Linked DNA regions of Hordeum vulgare: regions 1 and 2 are each linked to region 3. The links are chromatin contacts, called in public Hi-C maps. All regions are on one chromosome and are shown on one strand. Each heading gives the region's core, a stretch centred on a gene start, on an enhancer-like site or on the middle of the called end of the contact. The rest is flanking DNA. Distances are from core to core; before and after follow the strand shown. Region 1 holds the start of LOC123399829 (nuclear pore complex protein NUP93A-like). Region 2 holds the start of LOC123395310 (heat shock cognate 70 kDa protein 2-like). Region 3 holds the start of LOC123452630 (protein spotted leaf 11).

Region 1 (2,974 bases), core at 207-2,706, 360 kb after region 3:
ATCCACAAATAATTTGCTACCCATGATGGTAGCTACACATGACCCCAATTTTTTATTTTTATTTTTTATTATAAATTATTTTGGACTATGAAAAATAACTCTATAATAAAAATATCGCGACTTTGGACCACCAACCAAGCAAACACACAGTTATGCCAAAAATGCAAACAAGTGTCCCTTTTTTATAAATGAGGCATTGAGTTCCAGTAGCATTAGCACATGTGTATTTTTCTTGTATAGGAATAACCTTTTCTCACTTTTATTTGTACTTTTATTACTTTTTAACACGAGTTTATTTTTTATGTGTAGAAAGGGTGTTTTCTCATTTTTGTCAGTCTTTTTGTTTGCATTTTTGGCATAACTATGTGTTTGCTTGCTTGGTGGTCCAAAGTCACGATAGTTTTATTATAGAGTTATTTTTTATAGTTCAAAGTAATTTATAATAATAATTAAAGATAAAAAATTAGGGTCATGCGTAGCTACCATCATGGATAGCAAATTATTTCTGAACTAAATATAGTAATAGATAAAAAGATAAAGAAATCCAAGCACTGAACATTTATAGTATACATTGAACATTTTCGTAATATACAATGAACATTTCTTAAATAGACATTGAATCTTTTGTGATATACGCTGAACAATTTGAGAAAACAAATGGAACCATTTTGTGATATACGTCGTACAATTTGGAAATACATATTAAACATTTGTCAATACAATAAATAATTTGAAAATACACATTGAACATTTTCGTAATATACAATGAACATTTCTTAAATACACATTGAACCTTTTTTTGACATACGTTGAACAATTTGAAAAAACACATGGAACCATTTTGCGATATATGCTGAACAATTTGAAAATAGACATTGAACATTTGTCATTTACATTAAATAATTTGGAAATACAGATTAAACATTTAGTAATATACATTAAACATATTTTAAATGCACAATAAACATTTTGCTAATGTACAGTGAATCTTTTGTTAAATATACAATGAACATTTTTGTAATCCACGATGAACTCTTATATAATACACAAAAATAAAAAGAAAAAGTACAAAATAAATACAAGAAACACAAATTATTCATCAAAACATTTCCTCATAATGCAAAAATAAACGACAAAACATTTCCTTATAAAGTATTAATGGACGAAAAATGAAAAAAAGAAAAGAGAAAGAAAATAAAGAAAAGAAAGAAAAAGATAAAACCAGAAAAAAAGAACATGAAATAACCAGAGAGTAAAACAAAACAAAAAAGGCAACTGAAGAAAACACAACAAAACAATTGAAAAACCAGACAAAACATTGAGAAAATCGAAAGAAAAAACCACAGAAAAAAACACACAGGAAACGGCGGACGAGCAAAACACAATGCCGTACGTGGGCCGGCCCAACCGGACGGTCGCCTCAGCGAAGGCTCAACATTCTGACGCTAACGAGCGTCCAATAGGGTTCGCCAGTCCAAAACCCCCAGTTCGAGCGCGGCGCCGGAGCACAGATAGCTCCCCGTGAACACCTCCATCTACGGCGGCGATGGCCGGCGTCGGAGCCGATGGCGGAGGAGATACGGAGATGGGCGGCTGGTCAGAGCTTCTCAACACCTCCACCAAGCTCCTCGAGCAGGCCGCCCTCACCCCTCACTTCCCTGCCCTCCAGGTGATGCATCGCGCTCTTCCTTGCCCTCCTCGCCCGCATCTATCTCTTGCCGCGCCCGAGCCTCCCTTGCTTTTTTCCGCCTGATGGGTTCGTTGTTGTTGGCCCGCGCAGAGGAACCTGGACCAGCTCGAGGTGCTCTCCACCAAGCTCAAGGCCAAGACGATCCGCGCCGAGGCGCCGTCACAGTCGCTCTCCGCCACCAGGTTGCTCTCCTGGACCCCTTTAGTTAACTCTGAGAGAGCCTCTCTGCCCATCTCCCCGTCGTGTTTCGTTCGAATCAGGATTGCCGCTTCTGGTGTTTTGGATTGGACTTAGGGTTTCGGCTGTGCATCTGCAGGTTGCTGGCGCGCGAGGGGATCAATGCTGAGCAGCTCACCAGAGACCTCAAGTCATTCGAACTCAAGGTGATTAGCTTGTAAACCTGGAAAATGCATGCAGGGTTCATTTCAGAGAATGCTATATAGATAATCTTATGTGTCGGTCGTTTAGACGAGGCAGTTGATTTTCGTAGTCTTGACATTTTGTGCTGCACTCTTTTTTCTTTCATCCATAGCCGACTATCGGGGCTCTTCACTTGTTTTTTTCGATTAGCAGTATTAATAACTTCCTTACTTCACGAAGAGGCAGAACTCGTGCTGGTTGCCTGAAAGAAAAGAATAACATGAATAACGTCACCTTCTTAGCTTCTTACATAAGATCCTAGTTTAACTTTTAGACACACATTCCCTAGTCTTTTTTTGAGCTTGTAATCCACTTTATTAATACACACTCCCTATGTCTGGAGGCTGCAAATCACTCGCTTATCTGAAACAATGTTTTCTAGTCTCAGTTGAGGCAATGTAGTGTTTTCATGTAAAGTTTCCTACTCAAAGTCAGAAAATATTGTTGTGAGTGGTCAAGTCAGATTTTACTACTTATCATAGTGTAACAATCTTTCGCCACCAATTAGGCCAGCACGTATTACCTCAATATTGTTTTCTACCCTGTTGGTCAATGTATATATCCGCTTGCTTGTTACTGTACATCTACAGCTCTTGAATATCACTCAGGCAACATGTTATCAGTATACATCATAGTGGCATTTTTTTTAATTGTAGACCACCTTTGAGGATGTTTTTCCATCGGAAGCAACTTCTGTCGAGGAATACCTGCAACAGGTGAACACCTTTTCTCTCTTTAGCTATTTTTCTTCTGAATTTCATGGAGTGCATCACCGAGTTTGTGGTTTCAGCTTCATGAAATGGCAATTGTCTCATCCATCCAAGGAGCACAAAAGGACAACTTAAAGAGTTTTAACAATTATAT
Region 2 (2,986 bases), core at 243-2,742, 290 kb before region 3:
TAATTGTAGACAACTCAACAACCAAAAGATATGCTTCTCATTGGCTTATAAAAAACATCCCAAAACTATGAGGGGAAAACCCGTCACTAACGAAAATATGATGCTTGAGAGCAACAAAATAGAGGATAACATTTTTCCATAGAGGGAATAAAGAGAAACTTGGATTATCTTGAGATGTTCGATGTTTGTCTGTCGTACAAAATCACGCCCACTAAAGATATGACAGTCAAGCGCACTAACATCGGTGGGTAGGTATACCACAAGTCGAGGTGACACGAGCTGCCACACGCATAATCTCATGTACACATTGTGTATATGGGACTAGCTATTTTTGTTTTCTCCGATGCAACGACACACACATGTTCCCTAGTACACTATAATACAAATAGCGAGTGTGGAATAGTGAGGGTATGGTGTGAAGAATTGTCCGTAGGCAATCAACTAAGCTACTAATTCAATTATCGTCAGTTATATGCATGAGAGGGCTCTCCTAACATGCTCTTCTTTACTTAGAATTTTATGTACTTATGATTGAAACTATTAGCAACCATCCACGACTAATAACAAATTGGAAAAAAGAAAAGTCCCTAGTAGTTTTTTCTATGTGCTTCACAATCGGTGCTATGAGGCCCAAGGTGTGCTGTTGATATTCATGACCATTATTTTGTAGACCGGTGCAACTGTGACATGTTGCAACACAAGATCCTTCGCGAGAGCGAGGGCTTCTCAACATGAAAGAGCCTTGAGGATTGTAAGATATGGCAAACCCTGATAAACAAGAGCCGACAAAACTACATATGAGCCATCATTATACAACCGATATAAAGCTCCTCTACATGTTCTTGTCAATCGCATCATCAACATTCATTTTATGACAATTGGTGATAGTGAAATCCAAGTCCGGGTTACATCAGGTGCGTGCACCCGCGGTCTAGCCTTAGACTTTGGTATTGCATTTTTAAGAATGGACATGTAACGAATTATGAACATATGTATAAACATTAGACTTTGATGTTTGCCTCCGTCTAGATCACCCACGAAGTCACTAATAAAGAACAATGGACATGATAGGAAGTGGGTGACATAGTTTACGCGTATTGGGTTGCAACAACCAAAAGTAACAGATTTGTATCAGAAACGATCAGCGAAAAAATGAGCCACGCGGTCCAACGACTGAGTACGTGCGCTCACTACATTATTTTAAAACTGTTAACAAACAGGGCAGTCTTTTGCCAAGATTGATCAGATTCCTTCTACCCATATGCAAGCAACTCTTTTGCCGAAAGTGTCAAAACTAGCCGTTTGAACATCCCAAATCGAGATTCTTCGCAAAAATAAAAAAATATAAGCATCCCAAACAGGAAGGCGTCCGCGGAAACGACACCCTGTGCGCCATCAGCGGCAGGATCAGATCTGAACGGCTCTAATATCCCGACCCGCAGCCCAGGAACCTTCTAGAGCCCCTCTCCCGTCCTACAAAATCCCCGGTTCCGCCCCCTCTACTCTTCCTCTTCAAACCCTAGTCCTCCCTCCCTCCTCAACACGCCGCCGCTCCCCCTCCTCCGGAAGAAAAACCCTAGAGAGCTTTCAAGCTCCCCGGAGCGCGAGAGATGGCGGCGAAGGGCGATGGGCCGGCTATCGGCATCGACCTCGGCACGACGTACTCGTGCGTCGGCGTGTGGCAGCACGACAGAGTCGAAATCATCGCCAATGACCAGGGCAACCGCACCACGCCGTCGTACGTGGCCTTCACCGACTCCGAGCGCCTCATCGGTGACGCCGCCAAGAACCAGGTGGCGATGAACCCCATCAACACCGTCTTCGGTGAGCGCCTATTTGCTTTTGCATCCGTTGCACGCTCAGATCTGTCTACTATCTTCATAAAATGATTAGTAGTCTACCTCGATCTGCTCCGTTTAGTCTGTTTTATTATCATTCGCATGGGTTCTAGCTTGATATGTTATTGGTCCTGTATCTTGATCGCTTAGATCCGTGGTAGCTGTAGAGGTTTCTGTGCTGGCAACGGTTAGTTAGTAGAGGTAGCTGTTAGTGGTTGGTGTGAATGTTTCAGATCTGTTATAGTTAGTATACATTGCTTTCTCGGTTGATCTTGTTAGTCATTTGGTGTCACTTAGATCTATTTGTTTAAAGCAGATCTGTACAGTCTGTTATTTTACACTTCCATCGACACAGTTTAGAGGAATGATACATATTAGACATGTATTATTAATGTCATTATAGAGTTTGATTTCTTTGTCTTGCCAAGTGCTTTTGGTTTGACATGTTTTAAATCTACATTGTCTTGGTTGATTTATGCCTGGTTGTTAGAATACTAATACCAGAGTATCGATGTTCTGATTCTTTAACAAATCCCACTTGGTTGTATGATATACTTGTTGTTCACTGTGCACTTCATTGATTCTCATTCTTAAACTGCATGCTAGGATTCTGTGCCAATCTTTGTTGTTTTATCTTATCAATTAGTTATTATTGGTGTTTCTGTTTTATTTCTGGAGCTAGCAGATTGATGATGAAATAAAATCCAAGCGCTCTTCTGCTGAATTTATGATGGATGGCTCTGGGCTATTAAGTTTGCTACCTCATTTTGTGAAGCGGAATTGGGGTGAATCCCTCCTTTTTTGCCCGTCTAATTTTAGATGTGTCAAAATAGGGCAGCAAGCTGAATGTGCCCATGGTTTTCATGGTTTTCAATCTGAACAATCTGTGGCTCAATCACTCATTCCTTTTTTTTTTGCTACTTATGGGATTTTGATGTGGAGTTCATTTTGTCTGGTTTATTCTTGATGGGAGAAGTGATGATATCATAACCATACCACATTTCTGCATTCACTGTGATGATCAATTTACATCATGCACTACCATCTGATCTCCCATTGCTATTTTTACTGTTGAGATATTTTCATATGATTAAACTTTTTAATTCTGAAGCCAAATTCAATGATAAACCTGTTTTATTGCTGTGCAA
Region 3 (2,896 bases), core at 383-2,882:
TGGCACGTGGATAGTTAACTAAAGGCTTTCTTGTTATTGTTGTTCACAAGCATTATATACAAGAAATAAATATAGTTTGTCTGGTGTATTTTGTGTGTCTGATATCCTTAGAATCACAATTCGAAAGGAAACATGTGGCACATAATAAGACACTCAATAAACTTCATATCCAACCTGAATGGAAACATTTCAGGACCACAAAAATTAAACCGAAAGAGGAAAACCACATGTAAAAAACATGAGCACAAGAAAACATGTAGGAAATGGACAGCAAAATATCAATTCAGGGTACTGGATCATGGATGCACAATCGTGTGCATTTGATAATATGCCTTCCCTACTTGTGCTTTGGTACGTTTTATCCTATTTTTCTTTATGAAACACTAGTTTCTTGGATAGCTCTAGATTAAGGATTCGAGATAGGAACATGTCCGGCGAGAAGGAGAACAAACAAAAACGGATAGTCAAAATACGATGGGGCATATTTATCAAATCCATCTTTGCACTTAAGGGCACTTAAGCCATTAATTACATAAACCCAATCAAGGACTTAAGGCATGAATGGTTGACCTTTCAAAAAGCAAAGGAACAGCCAAATGACCACAACCGAGGGAGGAACCAGTCCAAGCATTTAAGCCATAGTTTTGAGAAAGTTAATATACTTGGTCCGTAATCCATGGAAAATCCAGCTCATACCTCGCTGTAATGGACAACTGCTATCCTAGCGAGAGATTTCACACCAAAATGTATCGATCTTGACAAACTACAAATTTCTGGTATAAACTATATCAGGACAGATTTTAGCGAACAGAAAAGAACAATCAACTGAAATGAAATACCATGATCATCCTAAGACAGCACTTCAGATAAAAAGGAATACAATGAGCTCAGGAAGTGGAACAGCAGAGGTTCACACAATGGAATTAGATGCTACTCGTTAGCCAATCAAGGCCACAAACAATATGCAGATCAGAATAACAATTTCGATCCAAGGATCAGAAGCCCCATGTTTCCTTTTATCATAGAATAATACTAAAGCTAACTGGTTATTTTAGATGACATAGCCAAGGTTAAAGCCGCGCTTTTCCATGTAAAATATCAAGAATACTAGCGAATCATGAATCTAATTCGCCCACGGGGGCATCCGAGGACCAGGAATCTGACGAAATCAGGAACCGCTCCCGCGTGGGTAGGTAGTAAAAGGGACGTACCAAAGAGATCCTGCTGCCCTCGCGGCCGAGCTTTAGCAGCTCGAGCGCCTTCTCCAGCGCGTCGGCGAGCGTCGCCAGCGCCCGCTCCTCCTCCTCCCCCGCGGGGCGCCGGCGCTCGCGGAGCTCCTCGGCGAAGGGACCGAGGAGGCGAATCCGGCGGGACAGCGCCAGCAGCTGCCGCCGGTACGCGTTCCGGAACTCCCCGGGCGCCGCCACGGCCTCCACCGCGGCGGCGACCCGCTCCGCAGCCGGCGCCGGGGACTCCCGCTCCGCCTCCTCTTGGTCGCCGGCCATGACGCGGGAGAAGCAGCAGCAGCCGGCCGCGTGGGGATAGGCTGGCGCTAGTGGCACCCGGCGGTAAATTACGGGGCAGAGCGGTCGCTTGGTGGCGCTGGCTGCTTCATCTTCATCTTATGGGTCGTCGGGGCGGTCAGCGCGTTGGGCTGGCCGGGTCGTCTTCGTCCACCCTTTCTACACGGCAGATTTTTCCAAACGTCATTTCGGGTATACTTGGTGCAGGTGCACTGGCTGCCAATACTAACCAAGCGGACCGGCGACTGTTATGGACTATTTTTTCCGTGGAAAAAACAAACTTTACGGAAATTGTATATGCTGTGTTGTTGCGTATCGGTGTGGCGATTGGTTACGTGGACTTATTTTGATTGAAGAAATTCTCACGAGTGTGATATTATAGCCCAACGTCATGTTATAACGCGGAGTCGTTGCTTTATATGCAGTGACAGAGCTTAGTATAGACCAACAAGGATCATCCCCCCCCCCTTAATTTTTTACATCCATATAAGAACATGCTATATTTTAGACCTAATTAGTGTTTAAACTATATATTAGTCCCCCTTCTCTACTAATTTGGTTTTTTTTGGATAATGGCCCCCTCTTGTATCATGTTGAAGCTTCGCCACTCCTTATATGCTTCTAGGATGTGTTTGGTATCAGGATGAGGTGGAATCGGACGGGTTGGTTCCATCCCTAGCAGCCATTCTGGTGTTTAGTTGGGTTAGGAATCGGAATTGGGTCATCCGCATGCAGGAAATATTCCCTTCACATGCTTCATCAAGTGATTCCGCCGATTTGGATGAACCAACTCGTTATTCGTACATGAAAGCAAGGAAAAAAGAAATAACCAAGCAATTCTCACCGCGCTCACCCCCGCATCCGAACAAAAGTTTTCGTTGTTATTTTTTTTGTGGTTATTTTTTTCATTTTCGTGATTATTTTTTTCGTGGTTATTTTTTCATTTTCGTGATTATTTTTCGTAAATATTTGGTATGTACTCATGATCATATATTTTTATTTGCATGTGTTGAAAATAGAATGAAAATGTTGCTGAAAATTTAAATTATAGGCTTATCAAATGCAAAGAACTATATTTGTTCAGAGATGTAATCTCACCATTTACAGATTCTTCTCATTTCATCTCTCCAACTAAACACCGGGACGGAACCAACCCATGACATTTTTTATCATCAACTGAACACAAGGATGGAACCAATCCATGATTTTGGAATGGAACAATAACATTCCATGACTTTTGGTCCTCAAACCAAACACACCCTAATGTGGGAATCAAACAAGTCATCGTGGTGACATGTTATATTTGATGGATTAGGCGCACTTCTCTAGTCAGATTTGTGCGTCACTGATTATTGCAATCGCTGCTAACTTGG

The links. Hi-C and Micro-C count contacts between places; a contact is called where the count stands out from the background.
Region 1: a contact with region 3 is called in a Hi-C map of leaf, with 8 times the contacts expected there. The contact joins the promoter of LOC123399829 here to the promoter of LOC123452630 in region 3. A contact is called at or near these places in 5 of 6 Hi-C or Micro-C datasets (leaf and seedling) and 1 of 1 datasets of contacts at active chromatin or transcription factors (embryo).
Region 2: a contact with region 3 is called in a Hi-C map of seedling, with 5 times the contacts expected there. The contact joins the promoter of LOC123395310 here to the promoter of LOC123452630 in region 3. A contact is called at or near these places in 3 of 6 Hi-C or Micro-C datasets (leaf and seedling) and 1 of 1 datasets of contacts at active chromatin or transcription factors (embryo).

What each region holds. Positions count from the first base shown.
Region 1 is chr5H:91,135,508-91,138,481 of MorexV3_pseudomolecules_assembly, reverse strand. LOC123399829 (nuclear pore complex protein NUP93A-like) reads left to right here and starts at 1,456. Exons shown (of 15, transcript XM_045094208.1): 1 at 1,456-1,669; 2 at 1,781-1,872; 3 at 2,007-2,073; 4 at 2,767-2,826; 5 at 2,901-2,974. The coding sequence starts at 1,547.
Region 2 is chr5H:91,780,313-91,783,298 of MorexV3_pseudomolecules_assembly, reverse strand. It overlaps LOC123395310 (heat shock cognate 70 kDa protein 2-like), which reads left to right and starts at 1,492. Exons shown (of 2, transcript XM_045090294.1): 1 at 1,492-1,824. The coding sequence starts at 1,611. It overlaps LOC123400511 (a small nucleolar RNA gene), which reads left to right and starts at 2,982; the gene lies at 2,982-2,986. LOC123400508 (a small nucleolar RNA gene) reads left to right here and starts at 2,807; the gene lies at 2,807-2,893.
Region 3 is chr5H:91,493,804-91,496,699 of MorexV3_pseudomolecules_assembly, reverse strand. It overlaps LOC123452630 (protein spotted leaf 11), which reads right to left and starts at 1,632. Exons shown (of 5, transcript XR_006632625.1): 1 at 1,212-1,632.